Linked DNA regions of Mus musculus: regions 1, 2, 4, 5 and 6 are each linked to region 3. A link is a contact called in public HiChIP or PLAC-seq data. All regions are on one chromosome and are shown on one strand. The core of a region is the stretch at or near the end of the contact, and the rest is flanking DNA. Distances in the headings are between cores, read along the strand shown. Region 1 overlaps Fam91a1 (family with sequence similarity 91, member A1). Region 2 holds the start of Mtss1 (MTSS I-BAR domain containing 1). Region 3 holds the start of Tmem65 (transmembrane protein 65). Region 4 holds the start of Fam91a1 (family with sequence similarity 91, member A1). Region 5 overlaps Fer1l6 (fer-1-like 6 (C. elegans)). Region 6 holds the start of Klhl38 (kelch-like 38).

Region 1 (3,103 bases), core at 353-2,852, 390 kb after region 3:
AATCAGATCAGAACATGAAGTGTACAGTAAGAGATAAAAACCATAACTAACAAAACATCTGGAAGAATAAGGAATGGAGATTACAAACACAAAACCAATTGGTAGGTATTATGTTGAGGTTTGGTCTGTTGCTCTTTATTGTACCACTAAATACTGGCCCAAGGGCTGCCCAGGGACAAGAGAATCCACGTGTACACCAAGTGGTGCTATGTGACCTTGCTTCTTAATTGAGAACTACTGACTGAATAAAGATGCCCACAGCCTATTGCTGGGAAGAAGAGAGGGAGGCCGAGTTTGGGTTCCCAGGCTTGGGGTCTGAAGAGAACCATGAGGGGAGGGGGTGCAGGGGAGAGAGAAGGTGGGGAGAGAAGATGCCATGGGACATGTGAGTCATGAACACACCGCCATGAGCACTGGCCAATGGGGGTTAAGAGCTGCCCACATGGAACAAGGCAAGTTATAACTCAGCATTATTAGTGAGGAAGGGGGTTTTAGTAGCTTAGAGGATAGATATATGCCTAGCTCTAATGCGTTAAAGGCTTATTATAAATATAAAAGTTGTATGTCTTTTATCTGGGAACTGAATGATCAAAGGATGGATAGAAACCCCCAACTGACATTAAACATTTATTACAACAGTATTATTTCATATATTTTTTGCACTAATGAATATAAAATTCCTATGGAATAGTAAAAACCTATTTATTTATGACTAAAGGAATTACAAAACCACTACAAATTCTCTAAATTGAACATTTAACATATAAAATTCATAACTAAACCACAAAAATCTACTTAAACTATTAGCCAGGTTGCAGGTCTGACAAAGAGAACACAAAGACCAGGGGCCAGGATGAAAGCAGTGAGAAGCAGCAGCAGCGTGAGGGACTGGGCTCACTCACTCACAGGGAGAGACAATACAGCAGGCATAACTATAACACTCAGGAACACCGCTCCACATTAAAAACAACAGGAACAAAAACTTAAATAACAACAGCCTCAGACCTTACCTCAGTCCTATCAAATTAAAAATAATAAAAGGCTAGATAGAAAAGATTATAGACAGTACACGGGCTAAAATATCTCTACCCTGTTTCTCAGCATATCAAATCATATTAGAAGTTAGTCATGTCACCTTACAAATCACAGAACTCATTCACTCCTTCACTGTGCTGACGTCTAAAGAGCTCCACAGGAGAAGATGGGGTAGAGCAGAGACAGGAAGCAGCAGGAATATCCCAAGCTCCAGGACAAGGAGCATGTACACTGGAGAGCCGCCCTGGTGTGCAGTAGGAAAGGTCCCAGACGGGCAGCCCAGGGCACTCACCTTCTCTAATTCTATAAGGAAGCTGTCCAGAGACTCATCTGAGAGTTTGCCTACTTCAAACATGGTGACTGCGTGGCTTTTCAAGTTCTGCAAAAAGAAGCACATTATTAAACTCTGCTTTTCCTTTTTTTATGCTAACAACATTTACTATGCTTCTACTACATTAAAACTGAAGGACAGGCAACGTGAGCGTGTGCTTCACTCCTCATTGGACACTCACACTGCTCACAGGAATGTAACACAGCTGGCTGCTTTCAGGACCTGTTCTAATCTTAAAGACATTTGCACAGCAGCAAATGACTTTATATCTTATCTTTACTGAAACCTCGTTACACCCACAGCATACCACTCACCGGTGAAAGGTTTCCCATCATTAAGAATGCAGTCAGAGTGGAGTCAAACAGGAATGCAATTCGCTTTGTGTACCCAGTGGACAGACTCAAACTGCTCACACTGGCCGTGTCAGCTGAAAGAAAAAAATGAAATATGGAATCAAGTCAATGAAAGCCTTCTTTGCTTATCTTCTGAACTAAGTTTTTGCTTCAGCTTTATCTGAACAGCCAAACAAACTTAATTAAATATAACCAATACCATAGTCTTAAGATATTCAAGTATTTTGCATCAGGGTCTCACTATGTAGCAAGGACTGGCCTTGAATTCCAATCCTCCTGCATCTAGCTCCCTGGTACAAAGATTACAGATATGTACCATTTCTTTCTTTCTTTTTTTTTTTTTTAAGACATTTAGATTTGTGTTCTTGCGCTAGTTTGTCAAATCAAACTGATACAAGCCAGGATCACTGAAGAAGGGAGAATCTCAATTGAGAAAATATCTCTGAGACACTAGCCTGAAGGCACATAAGTGGGGCATTTTCTTGACTACTGATTGATGTGGGAGGGCCCAGCTCTGTGCAGATGGTCCTGGGAAGTATGAGAAAGAGCTGGAGCCTGGGGAGCAAACCAGTGAGCAGCACTCCTCAGGGGCCTTTGCCTGAACTCCTGCTTGTTTCTGTCTTGGCTTCCCTTCACAACGGGCTGTGAGCTGGAAGCTCAAATAAACCCTTTTCCTCCTCAAGTTGCTTTTGGTCTTGGTGTTTTATCAGAGCAAGAGAAAAGCCTACAAGCACAGTTAATTTCCTTGAAAACCATAAACAAACATCCTTGGTAATCATCAGCTCAATAAGCACTACCAACAGGCTTATGTTCCTGAGTGTGTGGCCCAGGTGACAGGCAGAACAGGAGAAAGGCCAGCCCAGGCTCCGAGTACCCTCAGCGTCTCCCTTTGGCCTTAGCTGGCACTCTCTCTCTGGCTAACATGGCCTTTCCTGTGTGACCAGTGAATTCACAGCCGCTCTAACCACATCCTATTCCTGAAGGCAAAGGTTGGGACTTTGTTTATTTTTGCAGCCCCAGACACTACGACTATTTATGTTGGGGGGCTATACTCCATCCCTTCCTCCCTCAACTTAACTTCCTGACAGTAAATGCCACGTTCTTATTTGTCCTATACCTTCGGTGTTCACAACACTGGTAAGGACTCAGACTGCACACCACATAGGAAGCCAAAAGCAGAGCTATAAAGGAGATGCAGGGCTGTGTCTGGACATAGGGCGCACCGACAGACAGACTGTAAAGCACACTGAGGTGAGCGGCTGCTGACCTGGATCCTCTTGACTATTTGTGTCTGTGTCAGTAGCAGAAGAGGCTTCTTGCACGGGACTCCTACTCTCCCCGCCATCCCACGATAAGAGCATCTTTTGTGGGTCTAATGTGCTCC
Region 2 (3,169 bases), core at 122-2,621, 260 kb before region 3:
CCAAGGAGAACACTGTGGCCCAGAGGGCTCAGATAACTTACTCAAGGCCACAGGGTTCATGGGTTGTAAAATGGAGCTTGTACCAGCCAGTCCCGTGACTTGGATCATTATAATAACAGCGACATTAACATAAAAAAAAACAATTCCGGAGAACACAGCACGTGTCAAGTACTAATATGGGCAAGGTGCAGGTGAGGTATTTGCAACTGAATCTCCTTAAGGGCCGGAAGCAGCAGGGTTGCTGCACAGAAGTGACTTACAGAAGGTTTGGCCTCTCCAGATGTCAGGGAGAGTGACCTGAAGGAAAATACAAACATCAGTGTTCTGTGCAGAGTTCCCTACATTCTTTTGATCAGTGTTGAAAGAATGACTTACTAAACTGAGTTAATTGGGACTACAGCATTTGACAGGATCCTTTTGGTCAAGCTCGACACGGGTTCCGTTGACTCTTGCAAACGGTTCAATTAGGTGCTTTAAGATCGTTTACAAGTTGCCCATTTGATCCCCTACCAGACACCGGAAGACGTCAGAATAAGTGCTCCTGGCTACGGAGTTAGGCAGAGATGCTAGGGACACATTTATCAAGCCCACCTCAGTCTTTGGTGCCCTTTTTAAAAACTTCTCAAGGGGGTTTTCTGTGGCTATGGCAACCCTGGCTGGAAAACCATCAGCATTCCAGCCATATGCAGCCAACGATCTGTACAGACAGATGGGCAAGTGATTAGGAACCCTGATGCCCTTTGCGTTCGCTCAGCCTCAGCAGATCAATCTAGCGCCCTGCAACTTTCTGGAACTCAGCATCCCACCGCAGGATACTCTTCCCAGACTCTCCCTAATCTTGTAGCTGGCTCCCTGCAGCCGTGACTCGGGCGTTGCAGTCCTGACATCATCGAAGAGGCCTCTTCTCCAGAGGCTGCAGCAGCGACAGCAGTAACAGCTTTCCCGCCTCACTGGTCGCTCACCAGGTGCGGGGCGCAGCGCTCAACGTGCCGACCTTGCAGGTCCCTCGAGGGGCGGGGCCGGAGGTGCAGCGCGGCTTCCCTGCACGCTAGCTGCCATTGTGGGCGGCTGGGCGCTCACTCGCCCTCTCCACTCAGAGACCCTCGCCGCACGAGGCGCTCTGAACGTCCGGGAGACGCACACCGGGCTCGCCTACCCTCCCGCCAGCTCCTCCTTGCAGCAGGCGCTCTGCACGCCTCTCAGCCAGCGCGCGCTCCCAGCCCCGCCCTCGGGCGGCTCACGCACGAGCCGCGGGCGCGCGCCTCCCCCGCGCTCCCGCGCCAGACGGTCGCGAGCGCGCGTGCGCTCCTCGCAACATCCCCGGGAGCACCGCCAGAGCGAGCGCGGGGCCGGGCGCACAGGAGTAAAAAGGAGGCGGCGGCCGCGTCTGCGAGCAACAGATCCGGGCGACGCGAGCTGACCTCGTCTGCTGCTGCCCTTTTTCGTTCTCTCTTTCTTTATTTTGGAGTTTCAGAAAAAAATTATATTTGGAAGACATTTTTTTTTTTTTCGTAAATGGCGCTGGCCCCGGGTCAGCGGGCGGTTTTCTCTGCACCAAGATGGGCTTCGCCTTTTCCGTCGTGGGCACTCTTGGTGGCTTGATTGTCAGTCTTCTCCGGGCATTTTTGAGACCAGGAGCCGAGCACTGCACATAGGTGACTCGCCCTCCGGAGCGGCTGGGCGTCTTGGATTGGGACTTGGGGGGGCAGAGTGCAGTAAATTGCGAGCACCGCGTGCTCTCTGCAAAACCGGCGGCGAGCCGGAGGTAGGTCGCTCCCAGGGTGAAACCGCTCCCGGGCTGAGCGAGCCCGGCCCCGTGCGCAGTGCAGCCGCCCCGAGAGCGTGTCCTGTCCCCGCCGCGCCGGGAAAATGGAGGCTGTGATCGAGAAGGAATGCAGCGCGCTTGGAGGCCTCTTCCAGACCATCATCAGCGACATGAAGGTAGGACGCTGGGGGCGCGGCTGCTCTGACCTCGCCGCGGGGCTTCCCCTCCACCGCGGCCGGCCTGGCCCTCGCCGGCGCTGCCGGCCACCTGCGGGAGCTCTGGCGACCCGGGTGTCACCTTCTTACCCGCCGCACTGCTCCGGCTGTGCTGGGTCACTGGGCAGGCGACTTCCCGGGGGCTAGTGGGGGAGAGTCTGATGCCACTTACCAACCCCTGCATTCATAATCCCAGGGGGCGACACCATCTTGTTCCTTTGGGGGTTTAGGGCCCTAGTTCCAAGTTTTCCATTGTCTGTCCCTGGACTGAGTGTCTGCGACCCGTGGAGGATGGACGCCCTGGAGGACACCTGACTCCCTGGGTTTGGGGTGGAGTGCTTGGCGCGGTGGTGGAGCGGTAGTGGGGGCCCCTGCTTGGCTGCAGGAAAGAGTCTTCCGGCCTGGGAGATTGGGTGGCAGGGTTGTTACAAGCTTGGCTTTCAGGTCTACCTGGAGTAGGGGAATCTGAGCAAATTAGTTATTAATTAGTCTGTTCCAGAGCTGCTGATGGTGTTCCTTGCATTCCCCATACCCTCCCCCGGGGCTTGGCGCAGAAGTTCCCAGGGACCCCGAGCCTGAGAGGCTCACAACAGGAAGGCAAGGTTGAGGTTTCCAAAACTACTATACCCAGCTCTCTCAAACACACATCCACACCCCACTCTTCTCTGGGAAGGATTGTGTGTGCGTGTGAGTGCGCGCGAGTGTGTTGGGGGCGGGGAACAACCCTAGCCTTTTCCTGCAAAGGGTGGGACTGGAGATAACCTGATCCTCGATTGTGGGTTTTCTGGTGCTCAGAGGTACACCGTGACTTAGGTTACCCACCCTAATAAGATAGAAGCAGTTCCAGGAGCTGCCTGGAAGTGGGAATTGGGGGCGGTAGTGGGGGGCATTTTTTTCCAGTGTATTTAGGGAGCTTCTCTTTGGCTCGAGGCCAGCCCCAGTCTGCCTCAACAGATCCGGGGAGGTGGTGTTTAATTAAGCGCTCGGCTTCCAAAAGAGTGGGCAGGTTTGGAAAGCTGTGTTGGCGAGTGGGTGTGGACAGCCCCTCTTCAGCCGCTGCCTGGCGCCTGGGGAAGCTTTTGTCTGATGAAGTGTAAGGTTTGGAGAGGCCGTGGGCCTTCGCCATGGACTTTGGGGAGGAATGTTCAGCTGTCATGCCTGCCTCCTCCTTTTAGAACCAACTGTCACC
Region 3 (3,037 bases), core at 354-2,853:
AGGCTGTAGAAGGGAACAGTGGTGTCAGTGGAGGGCAGCAGTAGGAACAAAGGTGGACACGTTCTCTGGTAAGAATTGAAGGCAGTGTAAAGAAGCAATATGGGAATTTCAGAGTTTCGAGGAGTCCTCTTCTTCTCTAGGCCACCCGGCAGAAGGTGCCACCCACTCTAGGGGAGGGTCTCCCCCCCCCCCCCAGTTAGCCTCCCCCCCCCCGTCCCCCCTCCCGTTCACTCTTGAGGACATTAATTTTAACTGAAGGGTTTATAAAAGTACAGCTGATTGGACTCTCCGACATACTTTAAATCATCTCTGGATTACTTATAATAACCAATACAGTGTAGGTGCACGGAAATAGTTGTTACACTGTTCCATTAACGGAATAATGAGAAAGTCTGCAGATACATCTTTTTTTTCCAAGTACTTTTGGTCTGAGGTTCATTGCATTTGCAAGTTCAAAACCACAGCTGTGGGACTGGCTGTGCTGTCTTACGTGCTTATAGCACATTCACTTCATGCAAGGTTCTGAGCTGCAGCAGTGGTTACGATAAGGAGGGGATTTGGATCTTGATTACACTTGAGTAGATTTATCGTCTAAGCAGATTTATTTTTCTAAGATAGGGTGCCTAAGTGTCCTCAGATAGGTTCAGATAAAGCAGTGATCTTCCTTACAAAGAAGGGAACGTTTCATGAAGGAGGTGACATTTGACCCTGGCCTTGCAAATATCTAGGATCTGGGCAAGAGGGATGAGTCTCTCCTCCGCGTGGCACCAAAAGAGGGACATAAATCCCCAGAGACCATTCGATAAAGGTTTATGACATTCTCGCCCTGGCTCCAGAGTTGACAATCTCCAAGTAAACAGCTGTCGGGTCAGGGAAGAGTATTCTCCTCCCCAAATCTTAAGTCTCAGCCTCACACCCTCCTCTTTTTGGGACGGGTTGAGCCGGCCCTGCCGCCTTCCCCAGGGTGCTGCCAGAGAGGGCGTTTCAGCGCCGCACTGTCTGGCCTCGGTGGGCACTCTCTGGCTTGGCGAAGGGTGCGGCTCTTTGTGCTTCATGTCCCGCAGGCCTGGGCTGGGTGCGGTGACCCCACGAGGCTCTTATCCATCCGGCTGCTCCTCCAGGGCCGTCCGAACTCCAGATTTAGGACGGTGCTTCGGAGAGCAGTGCGGGAGCTGCACCACCCCGCCGGGCATCCAGCCCTGAACTCTATTTTGCTGCTCTCTGCCGTGCATTTAACACAGGCGGATGCCGTCTGACGGGGTAAGCACCCCTTCCTTTCCTTGCCACGCAAAGGAGTGGGTGGAGACTCCAGGATGAGCTCCCTCCCAAGCGGCTATGCGCCTGCGTGGCCCCGCCCAGTCCCCGCCCAGTCCCTGCCGCCCCGCCCTCCTATCCCGGGCTCCGCCGCTAGGGGTGGCGGCTGCGGCTCGGGCCTGATTGTCACGGCGCGGTTGCTTTGAGGGCGCAGCAGCCCTACCGAGTGAGGCCGGCGTGAGGCCAGAGGGTGGGAAAGCGGTCGGCGGCGGAGGGCGGCGCCGGAGGAGGGCGGCGCGCGGTGACTCATCCCTCTGGAAGATCAGACACGCTCGCCGAGCTCGCCCGCGCCGCCGCTCCTCATCCGGGAGGCGCCCGCCCGCCCGCACCGCCCGCCCGCTCCGAGCTCCCGGCCCGGCCGCGGCGCAGAAAGTTTTCCCGGGCTCACGGCCTGCGGGAAGCGGAGCGGGCACGGCTGGGAGGCGGTCGCCGCGCGGGCCCGCCGAGTGCATGGTGTCGGGCGCCCGGGCCGCGCGTCAGGAGGACCCGGGGCGGGGCCGGGCTGAGCCCAGCTCCTGAGCCTCTGTCCAGCTGCGCCCCGAAGCCGTCTTCCCTTGGGACCGCTGCGGGGGTCGCGCTCCAGCGCCATGTCCCGGCTGCTGCCGCTGCTGGGGAGCCGGACGGCGCGCAGCCTGAGGCCCGGCCCTGCCGCCGCGCCCCGCCTGCCGTCCTGGTGCTGCTGCGGCCGGGGACTGCTGGCGCTCGGGGTTCCCGGCGGTCCCCGGCTTCTGGGCACACACCCCAAGAAGGAGCCCATGGAGGCGCTGAACACGGCGCAGGGCGCGCGCGACTTCATCTACAGCCTGCACTCCACGGAGAGGAGCTGCTTGCTCAAAGAGCTGCACCGCTTCGAGTCCATTGCCATCGCACAAGGTAAGCGGGTGGGGCCGCCTGGGAAGACCTACTTCTCAGACCCCTGTCGCCTCCCCACACTCTGCCCCGCTCCTGGCACGGCCGAAAGGGGAAACTTTCCACCTTCCGAGTGTCCCCAAGACAGGACACGAGCGGATCGTGCCAGGTAGTTAGGGCCGAGCTTGGCTGGTGCCTCCCTGGCCGTGGAATTTCGGAGCTTCATCCTGAAATGTCAGCTGCCTCTCAGGGTTGTGTTTTGGTTTGTCCTGTGCCTCCTCTCTCCAGCCCTCCATTCCCTAAGCCTTTGGTGTCTTCCTGAGACCGTGTACCCATGCAGGTGGCATGCCCTGCCTGGTCTAAGAAAGTGCCAGGAACTGGGCAGGCAGCCGGAAACTTTCTTGAAGGTGTGTGGATGTCCCCTCCCAAGATGCTCTTGGTTTGTTATATTGCTTCTCACATTTGGTTGTGAAATGGCCCAAGGAAAGATTGTATCGAGCCAGCAACTGAGTGTGTACTGGAAGTCTGGAGATTCAAATTGAACTCCAGAGTTTGTTTCCTTGGAGTTTGAAAGAATGAAGTGAGTTTTTGGGTGGTTGGGGCTAAGAAATCTGTGACTTGAAAATGAAAAGCACACTTCTACTTAAAAATAATTGGGAAAGGATGAAAGGAAAGCTATTTTTAAACAGACACGTTAAGATAGGATATTTTTAAAACAAGTGCGGAATGTGGTAGGTCAGAATTTGAGTGTATGTGAAAAGGCATTGAAAAGATGCAAAGACTACAATGGATTCAGTCTTTAAAGTTTTTTTTTTCTTGCTATGTAAATTCTGTTGTATACACAAAAACACAGCTACTCTTTATGTGACATTTG
Region 4 (2,932 bases), core at 334-2,833, 410 kb after region 3:
AACAATTAAGTTTGGGAAGGCTTTTGCCAATCCTAATAGAATCAATTATTTAAGTTGGGTATAAGCTATTTAAAAAGGAAATGAACTATTTACTCTAGTTGTCTTCAAATATGTCTCAGAACATATGTATCTAAAGAACAAAAACTATCTGCTAAACTCATTCAAATTTAAGAGGAACTTATTCCCAAAGATTTAGACTTGTTCCTTTTTTCAAGTTTCAGAAACTTGACATCTTTGACAACCTATAGACCTTTGCCCCTGAAACACACCTAGGGTTCTGGTGTCTTAGAAGTATTTTGTCACGTGATGTCCACCAGACCCTTAACTCGTTCTCTAGAACTAGGACTCAAAGTAAATCACAAGAATCATAAAAACATTACCACCACCATTCCATAATTCCAAAAGTATACCTGCTGCCCACCACCAAGAGAAACCAGAAATCAGAGGAACTTAGAAACGGTGGGCAGCGAACCCCTGCATTGCATGTAGTAAACATACTATACATGTAAGCACACACATCAAGGCCTTCGTAAAAGTTCAAACCACCTATCCGTTCTTTTCTTTCACCAGTCCATTTACTCTGTCTCTGACAGAAAAGACTCTCCGTGGAGGCAGGATCCTTAAACTATCTGCATGCTCAGTAAACACGACTGAGTAAAACTACCATTCATTGTAAGCATTCGATTAAAAAACAAAAACAAAACCCCTCGGGTCATGCTCCCGTTGATCCTTTATAAACTCAGGCTGTGTAAAGGACGAAGTCCGACAACACAAACCACACACGTACCCTTCCAAATCAGGCCTGACTGCTCTGTCAGCCTCGGCAGCTATCACCCTCACGCATCCAGCCAACATTTCCAAGTGGATCGGAACACGTCTCCGAACTCTGGTGATTGTTCACAGCTCCGGAGACGTACTCTTCCCTCTTCCCGGGGGTGGAGGGCCTTCGTTCCTCATCTTAGTAACTTTTAGTGGTCTTCCAGGGCCAACTTTAAATGCTTTCAGTTACACATGCAACTCCAAGCAGGCAACCTAACCCCCAGAAACGCTCCAGAGGAGGTACGTGTGATCTGTCGCTTTGCACTCCCTTCTCCCACCACTCTCAAGTTTGGGGGCCCGGGGACTTTATTAAAATAAAGATTGCAGGCCGAGGTACCAGGCGAGTCCGGGGGGACACCCGTCCAGCCTTCTTGGGAGACAGCGCACGCCCAGTTTCCCCGAGCCCCCCGACGGCCCGCAGGTCAGGCGACAGAGAAGCAGGGCGGAGCCATACCTGCTTCACGTTCGTTGGCAACTTGCTCCAAGGATAATTGTGCCGGATGTGGAACTCAACGTCGATGTTCATGATGCCGGAGCCCAGGCCCGCGGCGGCCGCGGCTGCCACGCCGCCTGCCGCCCGCGAGCGCCCGGCCTGTCAGCGGAGCCCGCACGTCTAGGCCGCACGAGCACGGCGCCGCCCCATGGCCAGGCCCCCACAGGTCCGCGCGGCGCCGGCCACGGGGCACGGACGGGAGCGCCAACTACGACCCGCGCCTCGGCAGCTCCAAGTTTCTTCCTAGTTTCGGCCTGCCGGAAATGGCTCTGTGCCGACGTCACTTCCGCTCACTGGCCTAGGTCCGAGCGTGGAGCTCCGCCCCCACCCCACCCCCCGCACGTGGTTGAACGGTGCGAGGAAGGCGGGACTCAGAGACCCTCCGAGCCCAGCCAGCCGCGCCTGCGCATTGGGGTGACAGAGGCTCCCTGGTCTGCACCTCTGGGTTTGTGTGACTCAGTTTCCCGAATGTGTGTCTCCAATGGCTCTGTCGGTTGTCTGAGCAAAAGCGCTTCTAATGAAAGAACCACTCTCGCCACCCTGCCGAACAAGAGAACACCGAGTATGCCTGGGCCCCCCCCACCCATTGGCCTAGAGTCGCTAGCGGCGTCATCCCTTCCAAGCATTCGCTGTATCCTGGGGATGGAGAACGTTGGACTCCTTCCAAGATCCAAATTCTTAAAATGTAGGGATTTGAGGTGCAGAAATGTTAACTTGCTTCGATCGCCTTTTTAAACGCAGAACTGGGATGGTTATCCCTACAGCTCTCCTGAGGTCTTTGGGAACGGTTTCTTCCAGAGTATATTTTATTTCCTAAGCAAACTCATTTAACTGCAAGACTTCAGTGGTTCTTTGTCTATTTTTTCATTTTAAAGCAATGTTTTTAAGTCATGTTTTGTTATACACTACTGATAAGAACTGAAAACATTAAAGACGCTTAATCCATACCTCAACAACTGGCCAGTCTGAGGCATGCCATTATATCTAATTATTTGAAACTATTATGGTACACACTGCTCTTACATAGGTGTATTGGTCTGGTTATCTGATCGCAGTAACTTCCTATCCTGCTGAGATCCTCCTCAACGTAGCTAAAATGTTCTGAACTCCAGTAATGCAACAGTATTCAAAAGTATGATCTGTCTACTATGTATCATTCCCTTGCCTCAACAGTCAGTGAAACATTGCCACAGCGACTAGGCCTATCAGAAGAAGAAAGTGAGGTTGGCAGGGCTACAAGAGCCCTCAGAATGGCAGAGCCCACTGGTTTTCACAATGTATTATTTTATGTATGAGTGTTTTGCCTGCATGTGTGTGTGTGTGTGTGTGTGTGTGTGTGTGTGTGTGCACCACCAGTGTGCCTTGTACCTTCAGAGGCCAGAAGAGAGCATCAGATATCAGGTGCCCAGAAGTTGGATTTCAGATTTTTTTTTGCTAAACAAAAGCAAGTGATTTTAGCTGCTGGGCCAACTGTCCAGGCCCAGCCCAAGGCTGTTTATTGGAACCATCCTGTGAATTCCTCAGGAACACCCTTCATAGAAATATTCTGTCTCCTGCTTTAGTTTAGGAAAGTTCATTTAGAGTTAGTGAAATAAATACCCCCTACATTTTTCATAATTC
Region 5 (2,918 bases), core at 317-2,816, 280 kb after region 3:
TCTCTTTTTACCATCACAGCCAACTGACCCAGCGTGTATGGAAGCCAGCTTCTTCTGGGCCTTCTCTGGCAGTTTAGGAAACACCTCTTTTGGGAGAAACAGGAAACTAAGGTAATTAGGATCATGATGAATTAAAAATCAGGCTAAGGGACAGCTCCCAAGCCTGCCTTCTGGCTTTGTGTTCATTCCTGTGCTCCCAGCAGCACAGCTCATCCTGAAGCTAGTGGGACCAGAATTGTGCTGAAGGCTGGCCAGCATCTGAAGGTTGCCACTCTGAGAGAAGTTGAATGAACACAGAACTCTCTTCCCATCTTAGCCCTTTGGCTCCTGGTGGACAGAAACTAGGTCTCTCCAGTCTTCTGGGAGCCTGGCATACCCAGGGTGCAAAGTGAGTGGGCTAACTATACAAACACCATACCTTCTCTTTGAAGGAGCCGAGGGACCGGGTGCAAGGAAAGCATCGTCCTTAGTCAAGTCTTCTGGACCTTCCTGATGAGAAGGTCCTTTCTGTGGTATTTCAGACTCGTTACCATCTAGAGAAACAAATGAAGAAAGAGGATTTTTGTTAAGTATATGATGGTAAACAAGCCTCCACTTTCTGCCCACCACGATGGAAGGCACCGGAGCCCCTACCACTATTGAATCAGATATGGTATTAACAGAAAAGCCAGGCAGACAGATGCATAGTTTAATGTGTGTGTATCCATTCCTTTGTAAGAAGGGATAGAAGGTTCAAACAAACAGATGTACAGACTAAGGAAACCTATCCAAGACCTTGACAAAAACAGTCTCCCAAAATAAATGAAACAGTCGGGAAACCCGAGGCAAGATCCCAGTGAGTGGTCATTCTTGAGTGTGCTAGCCAGCTTCTAACAGCAAAAATCTCATGCTGTAAAAAGACAGGGTCTCATCCCTGGATCCTACAAGTCCATAGAGTGAAAGCTGAGCAGGGCCGGTAGGAGCCACTGCAGACACAGGAGTGGCTAAGGAGACAAGGAGATGATGCTGTGTTATCATGTGGGACCTCATTGCAATCATATGCATCATCACAAGAAGGAGCAGACAGAGATTTTTAAACAGGGCCAAAGACAGCTGTGGGACTCTGGAGACAAAGATTAGCCTGACCCCTAACTATCACAAAGCAAGGAACAGTACAGCCTCACCCCACCTTGTTATGGTTTAGATCTTAAATGTCCCCAAGGTCATGTGTTGAATTTCTGGTGGTCAAATCATGCCATGCCTAAAAGGTAGGAGACCTGTAAGATGTGGGGCCTAGTGGAAGGGAGTTAAGTAACCAGGGGCATGTCTATGCAGTAGAGGTCGGGATCCTGGCCTGCCCTGCTATTACTCTACAATGAATTCCTACAATGTTTGGTTCTTCTGCTGCCTAAGAACCAAGCATCCATGGACTGAAACTGTGAGCTAAAAATACATCTTTCCCTTATCAGATGGTCACCTCAGGAATTTTGTCATAGTGACAGAATGCTGAGTGATGCAGAAGTTGGAAGGGGAAGAAAGGTTCTTCAGGTTTTTGGCCCACAGATGCTGACTCATGGATCAGGCATCTAGGCATCATAACCGTGAAAGAACGCATGTGTTAAGCTACCAACTTACCTACTGTAGGGAGAGCAGGTCACTAGGGAGCCCCAAGGAAACAGATTTATAAGAACTTAGCAAAGTCAAGTGAGTGGACTGTAGTCATACCCTCAGATCTGCCCATCCTAAGGGGAGGATGCTGATGTCATTCATGGGAACAGTGCCCGATGACCCAAGGTTGCCACACATGTGCACCTTACTTACCTTGCCGTGGGTCTATGTTTTCCTTATCTATAGTTAAGGCAGGGCTGGTGCCTGATATACCATAAAGTCATTAGGAAGATAAACACAACAGTGCCCCAGCCCTGTGCCTGTCACAGCCTAAGGAAGCTTAAGTGAGTCAGAAAGATTTTCCTGATCTTTTTCCTTCTATAAAATGATGATTATATGAGGAAAGGGTCTTCAAAACTGTTTAAAGCAATCAGGTTCTTTTTATAGATGCAAGTATATATTGAATATCTCTCTCTCTCTCTCACGTGTGTGTGTGTATGTGCTTGTGTGTGCATGCTTGCATGTGTGCATGTGTTCAAATGTGTGCACTTGTGTATGTATATGTGTGCACGCATAAGAATGTATGTATTTGTATTTTTAAAAATCTCATCATCTAGGAATTTCTACCTGTGAATCAAAGCAGAACTAGATATTGGGAAGGGAAAAGTCTCAAAATGACACACTCTATGCCAAAAGCTCATTTGTTTTAAGCTTTCCGGGTGTCATTCTGAGCGATGGAAATGAGGCTTTCCCCTAGGGCATCCCAGTAGCTGTTCCCAGGACCTCTGAGACTCAACTAGAAGTGCATCAACCGAATTATTTCTAATGTGCTTTCCAGCTTTGACATTTTTGGGTTCTGGTTTTAACCAGACAACTATGCCAAAAACAAAACAAAACAAGACAAACAAAACAAAACAAAACACCATAGAGAGAGACTCCATCAGCCCACTCCCAGGCATGGCCACATTTGATTCTCTGTAGCAATAGAGAAGAGCTGGATGAAGAGGAACCTTGTTTACTGTGGTCTCAGTCAGGAAACTCAGGCCAAAGCCAGACCAAAGGGTCAGCCGAGGAAACACTAGTGCCGGGTTGAGTGGCTTGTAGCCTTGCAGCAACAAGATAAAATAAATGCCTATTCTCTGCAGATGACTGAGCCTTATGTATGCAGAGCTTCTGGCATTAGATGCAGATTGCAGTAAGCATCCTTAGGTACCTCAAAAAGTGAAACAATGTGCAAGGTTGGATGCTGGAGAGGAAACTAACAGACCATGGGCCCCTTCCTCTGGGGCTTACACTCTGGAGTGTGAGAGAGACCTCTCAACGTAGGAAAG
Region 6 (2,844 bases), core at 73-2,572, 500 kb after region 3:
CCCAGCCCTTCTGGTGATCCAACGCTCATTACTGTGGACCTGACCGCCTCTGCCATTGCCTTCTTCACCCCCACCAGTATTTCCCTTCTCTTCTTTCTTCAGGTCCTCCTGCTCCTCCTCTTCTTTCCACCCTCTTTCCCTCTATAGTACCTTTTCTTCCTCCTCTTCCTCCTCATTCTTTCTCCCTCCCTCTCCTCCTTCCTCCCTCCCCTCCTTTCTCCTCAGCTTCTTCCTTCCATCCCTCTCTGTCTCCCTCCACCTTGCCTTCTCTTCCTCCTTCTCCCTCCTTCTTCAGTCTTTCTTTCCTCTCCATTTTATTTTTCTTATCTTCTCTTCCTCTTCCCTCCCTCCCTCTTGCTTTCTCTTTCCCTTCCTTCTTTCTCCATCCTTCCCTCCTCTTCACTCTCCTCTACCCCTTCTGATCCTCTCTTCTTCCTCCTCCTCCTTTCTCCTCATCCCATTCTCCACTGCTCTTTTTCCACCTGGATCACTGTGCCTTGCCCCTTGCATCTAACTCACTTCTGTCTGGTGAGAGGAGACAGAAAAGGAAGGCTGAGTGTAAGAGAGCCCAGCTGAAGAGCAGTTAGCAGGTATCCAGAAGGGGCAGGTGGCAGACTCAACAGTTGTTATAAGTCAGAATACACAAATAGGGAGCGAGAAAGGAAGGGAGGGAGGAAGGGAAGGAGGGAGGGAGGGAGGGAGGGAGGGGGGGAGACAGACAGACAGACATGGGGACAGAATGCCTGATTAGAGTCAGGACTTTCACAAGACTATACAGATTACTAAAAATATTTAAGAAGCAAGCAAGCAAGCAAGCAAGCAAGCAAGCAAGCAAGCAAGCAAGCAAAAAACAAGCAAAAAGAGCCTTTCCTCTGGGCTCCTTTGCCTTGATAGCCTAAAAGGGAAACTGGAGCCCTCACAGAAGTCCTCTCAGGCAGGAGGTGCTACATGGATGTCCCCTGAAGAGCACCCAGGGCTCTGTCCACTCTCTGCCCCTCCCATGAGCACCTGCTACCTCGACTGTGACCCAGAGCTGCCTTCAATGATTCTGCACAGGTCACAGCAACCTGTTTACAGACATCTAGAGTTCCCAGGCACTCTTAGGACAAGGGGCTCGGGATGTGTCCAAATGGGCAGCAAAGCCTTGTTCAGAGAACGCGTTCCTCTCTTTCTATTTATACCGATGTAAACACTCGCCAAGGAAACAAGGCATGTGGGCATGCGCAGCCCTGCAGGCCCTCGGGTGGCTGCAAAAGGCAACTGGAAAGTCACATGTCATAACATTGGAAAGTACATATGCGGCTATTCTTAGCCTTGGAATGTATACACTGTCTGCCTGCCCGGCAGCCCTTGTACAGAGCTCTAGAAACTGTGAAAGTGCCTGCAGCATAAACAAACCCAGAACTCTCCGAGGACAGAGAACTTGCCAACGGAAAGGCCCGGGCTTTATGGTTTTATTCCGAGCCTAAGGTAGAAATCTTGAGAGGACAAGACAGACCCAGCATCAGTGGATGTCACTGCAGCAAAACAAGGTAAGTGTCCCTCATATGTCATTTCTCAGCAGGCAGACAGCCAGTGTCACCAATAAACCACAGAAGTGTTTGGTCTTTGTTCTCTATTAATTGCATCTTTAAAATAAAAACCAAAGAGCCCAGAGTCTTCTATCTAGATCTTGCAGCAGCCCACTGTGACCCCATCACTTCTGTGACCAGATGACCACACCCTCGAATTCTAGCCTTGGTGAGCAACTAACCCTCAGAAAGATTCCTAGATGAATTACCTGGCAAATCTGATGAGAATCTGGACAAAAGTGTACCTTTCTTATCAAAGGCATGGACTATTCTCGTGTCAGGCTAATATGTGAGTCCCTGACTATTCACTTTGGTTGGAAGATGCCTGTGCATAGCTGGAGATGCTGTGTGTCTTTTATCTCTGAAGATAATAACAGCCTGAAGTAGATCACTCTGTGGTCTAGGGTGAGGGTGGTTTCCTCTTGGATGTACAATGTGGTCTACTGTTCGTGATTCCACTGTCTTGGTAAATAGATAGTGGTAAATAGATAAATGAGACTTGGAGCCCCCACAGCTAACCCTTCCAGTGTACTCTGTGAGAAAGCCTTGATTTTGCTTCCGTCTGAAGCATCCCTTCTTCTTTGTAGGATGGATGAGGAGTTACCAGATGGGGTTGTCTTCAAAGACCACAGCTTCTCCTCTGACTTGTTAAGACAGCTCAATGGCTTAAGACAAAGCAAGATCCTGACTGATGTGAGCATCTGCTCCGGGGCCTGGGAGGTCCCTTGTCACCGCAGTGTGCTGGCCTCCAGCAGCCCCTACTTCAAGGCCATGTTCTGCAGCCACTTCCGGGAGAGCAGAGAGGCCAAAGTGCAGATGAAAGGCATCAGTTCCACAACTCTGGAGCAGGTCATTACGTATGTGTATACGGGAGAGGTTCATATCTCAGCTGCCAACGTCCTCCCACTGATGGAGGCTGCTGCCATGCTGCAGTATCCCCGGGTGTTTGAGGCCTGCTCCTCATACCTCCAGAGCCAGCTGGCCCCCAGCAATTGCCTGGGCCTAGTCAGACTCGCAGAAATCTTAAGCTGTGACAGCCTTAAGAAGAAAGCGAAGGAGGTGGCCCTGACTTACTTCCCAGAGGTGGCAGCATCAGCTGACCTGAAGGAGCTCTGCGCCATGGAGCTGAGGGACTACCTGGGAGATGACAGGCTCTGTGGTGAGGAGGAAAAGGTGTTCGAGGCCCTCATGGCTTGGGTGAAGCATGACCTTCAAGCCCGGTGGAGGCACATGCAGGAACTGCTGCAGCAGGTCCGCCTGCAGTACATCCACC

The links. HiChIP or PLAC-seq counts read pairs in DNA pulled down with a chosen protein or histone mark.
Region 1: an H3K27ac HiChIP or PLAC-seq map of extraembryonic endoderm stem cells shows a contact between it and region 3. The contact joins the enhancer-like site here to the promoter of Tmem65 in region 3. A contact is called at or near these places in 7 of 39 promoter capture datasets (the HPC-7 cell line, cranial neural crest, embryonic stem cells and 4 more), 2 of 15 datasets of contacts at CTCF or cohesin (the NIH/3T3 cell line and large pre-B cells), 13 of 115 datasets of contacts at active chromatin or transcription factors (bone marrow-derived macrophages, embryonic basal ganglia, embryonic forebrain and 8 more) and 1 of 9 other capture datasets (adipose tissue).
Region 2: a FOXA1 HiChIP or PLAC-seq map of pancreatic cancer cells shows a contact between it and region 3. The contact joins the promoter of Mtss1 here to the promoter of Tmem65 in region 3. A contact is called at or near these places in 4 of 484 Hi-C or Micro-C datasets (CD4 T cells and embryonic stem cells) and 1 of 115 datasets of contacts at active chromatin or transcription factors (pancreatic cancer cells).
Region 4: a contact with region 3 is called in an H3K27ac HiChIP or PLAC-seq map of extraembryonic endoderm stem cells. The contact joins the promoter of Fam91a1 here to the promoter of Tmem65 in region 3. A contact is called at or near these places in 16 of 39 promoter capture datasets (the 3T3-L1 cell line, the C10 cell line, the HPC-7 cell line and 10 more), 2 of 15 datasets of contacts at CTCF or cohesin (the NIH/3T3 cell line and large pre-B cells), 16 of 484 Hi-C or Micro-C datasets (B cells, CD4 T cells, the G1E-ER4 cell line and 11 more), 20 of 115 datasets of contacts at active chromatin or transcription factors (the SCID.adh cell line, acute myeloid leukemia, bone marrow-derived macrophages and 14 more) and 3 of 9 other capture datasets (adipose tissue, embryonic stem cells and liver).
Region 5: a contact with region 3 is called in a FOXA1 HiChIP or PLAC-seq map of pancreatic cancer cells. The contact joins the enhancer-like site here to the promoter of Tmem65 in region 3. A contact is called at or near these places in 1 of 39 promoter capture datasets (cranial neural crest), 1 of 15 datasets of contacts at CTCF or cohesin (the NIH/3T3 cell line), 4 of 484 Hi-C or Micro-C datasets (bone marrow-derived macrophages, cerebellum, nephron progenitors and 1 more) and 16 of 115 datasets of contacts at active chromatin or transcription factors (the NIH/3T3 cell line, the SCID.adh cell line, VIP interneurons and 12 more).
Region 6: an HNF4G HiChIP or PLAC-seq map of pancreatic cancer cells shows a contact between it and region 3. The contact joins the promoter of Klhl38 here to the promoter of Tmem65 in region 3. A contact is called at or near these places in 2 of 39 promoter capture datasets (cranial neural crest and frontonasal cranial neural crest) and 1 of 115 datasets of contacts at active chromatin or transcription factors (pancreatic cancer cells).

What each region holds. Positions count from the first base shown.
Region 1 is chr15:58,431,205-58,434,307 of GRCm38.p6, reverse strand. It overlaps Fam91a1 (family with sequence similarity 91, member A1), which reads right to left. Exons shown (of 24, transcript NM_145959.3): 12 at 2,987-3,102; 13 at 1,681-1,793; 14 at 1,328-1,414. Among named protein-coding and RNA genes, the nearest start is that of Fam91a1, 17 kb to the right of the region's middle. Within about 2 kb of position 1,602, at least 18 of the 459 cell types and tissues checked have an H3K27ac peak or open chromatin away from gene starts, as enhancers often do. A contact at or near this core is called in extraembryonic endoderm stem cells, where this site is marked.
Region 2 is chr15:59,080,228-59,083,396 of GRCm38.p6, reverse strand. Mtss1 (MTSS I-BAR domain containing 1) reads left to right here and starts at 1,371. Exons shown (of 15, transcript NM_144800.2): 1 at 1,371-1,941. The coding sequence starts at 1,870.
Region 3 is chr15:58,821,993-58,825,029 of GRCm38.p6, reverse strand. It overlaps Tmem65 (transmembrane protein 65), which reads left to right and starts at 1,603. Exons shown (of 7, transcript NM_175212.4): 1 at 1,603-2,187. The coding sequence starts at 1,902.
Region 4 is chr15:58,414,119-58,417,050 of GRCm38.p6, reverse strand. It overlaps Fam91a1 (family with sequence similarity 91, member A1), which reads right to left and starts at 1,583. Exons shown (of 24, transcript NM_145959.3): 1 at 1,274-1,583. The coding sequence starts at 1,345.
Region 5 is chr15:58,545,934-58,548,851 of GRCm38.p6, reverse strand. It overlaps Fer1l6 (fer-1-like 6 (C. elegans)), which reads right to left. Exons shown (of 41, transcript NM_001370912.1): 3 at 419-533. Among named protein-coding and RNA genes, the nearest start is that of Fer1l6, 37 kb to the right of the region's middle. Within about 2 kb of position 1,566, at least 20 of the 459 cell types and tissues checked have an H3K27ac peak or open chromatin away from gene starts, as enhancers often do. A contact at or near this core is called in the NIH/3T3 cell line and pancreatic cancer cells, where this site is marked.
Region 6 is chr15:58,322,647-58,325,490 of GRCm38.p6, reverse strand. It overlaps Klhl38 (kelch-like 38), which reads left to right and starts at 1,322. Exons shown (of 4, transcript NM_177755.3): 1 at 1,322-1,532; 2 at 2,159-2,844. The coding sequence starts at 2,160.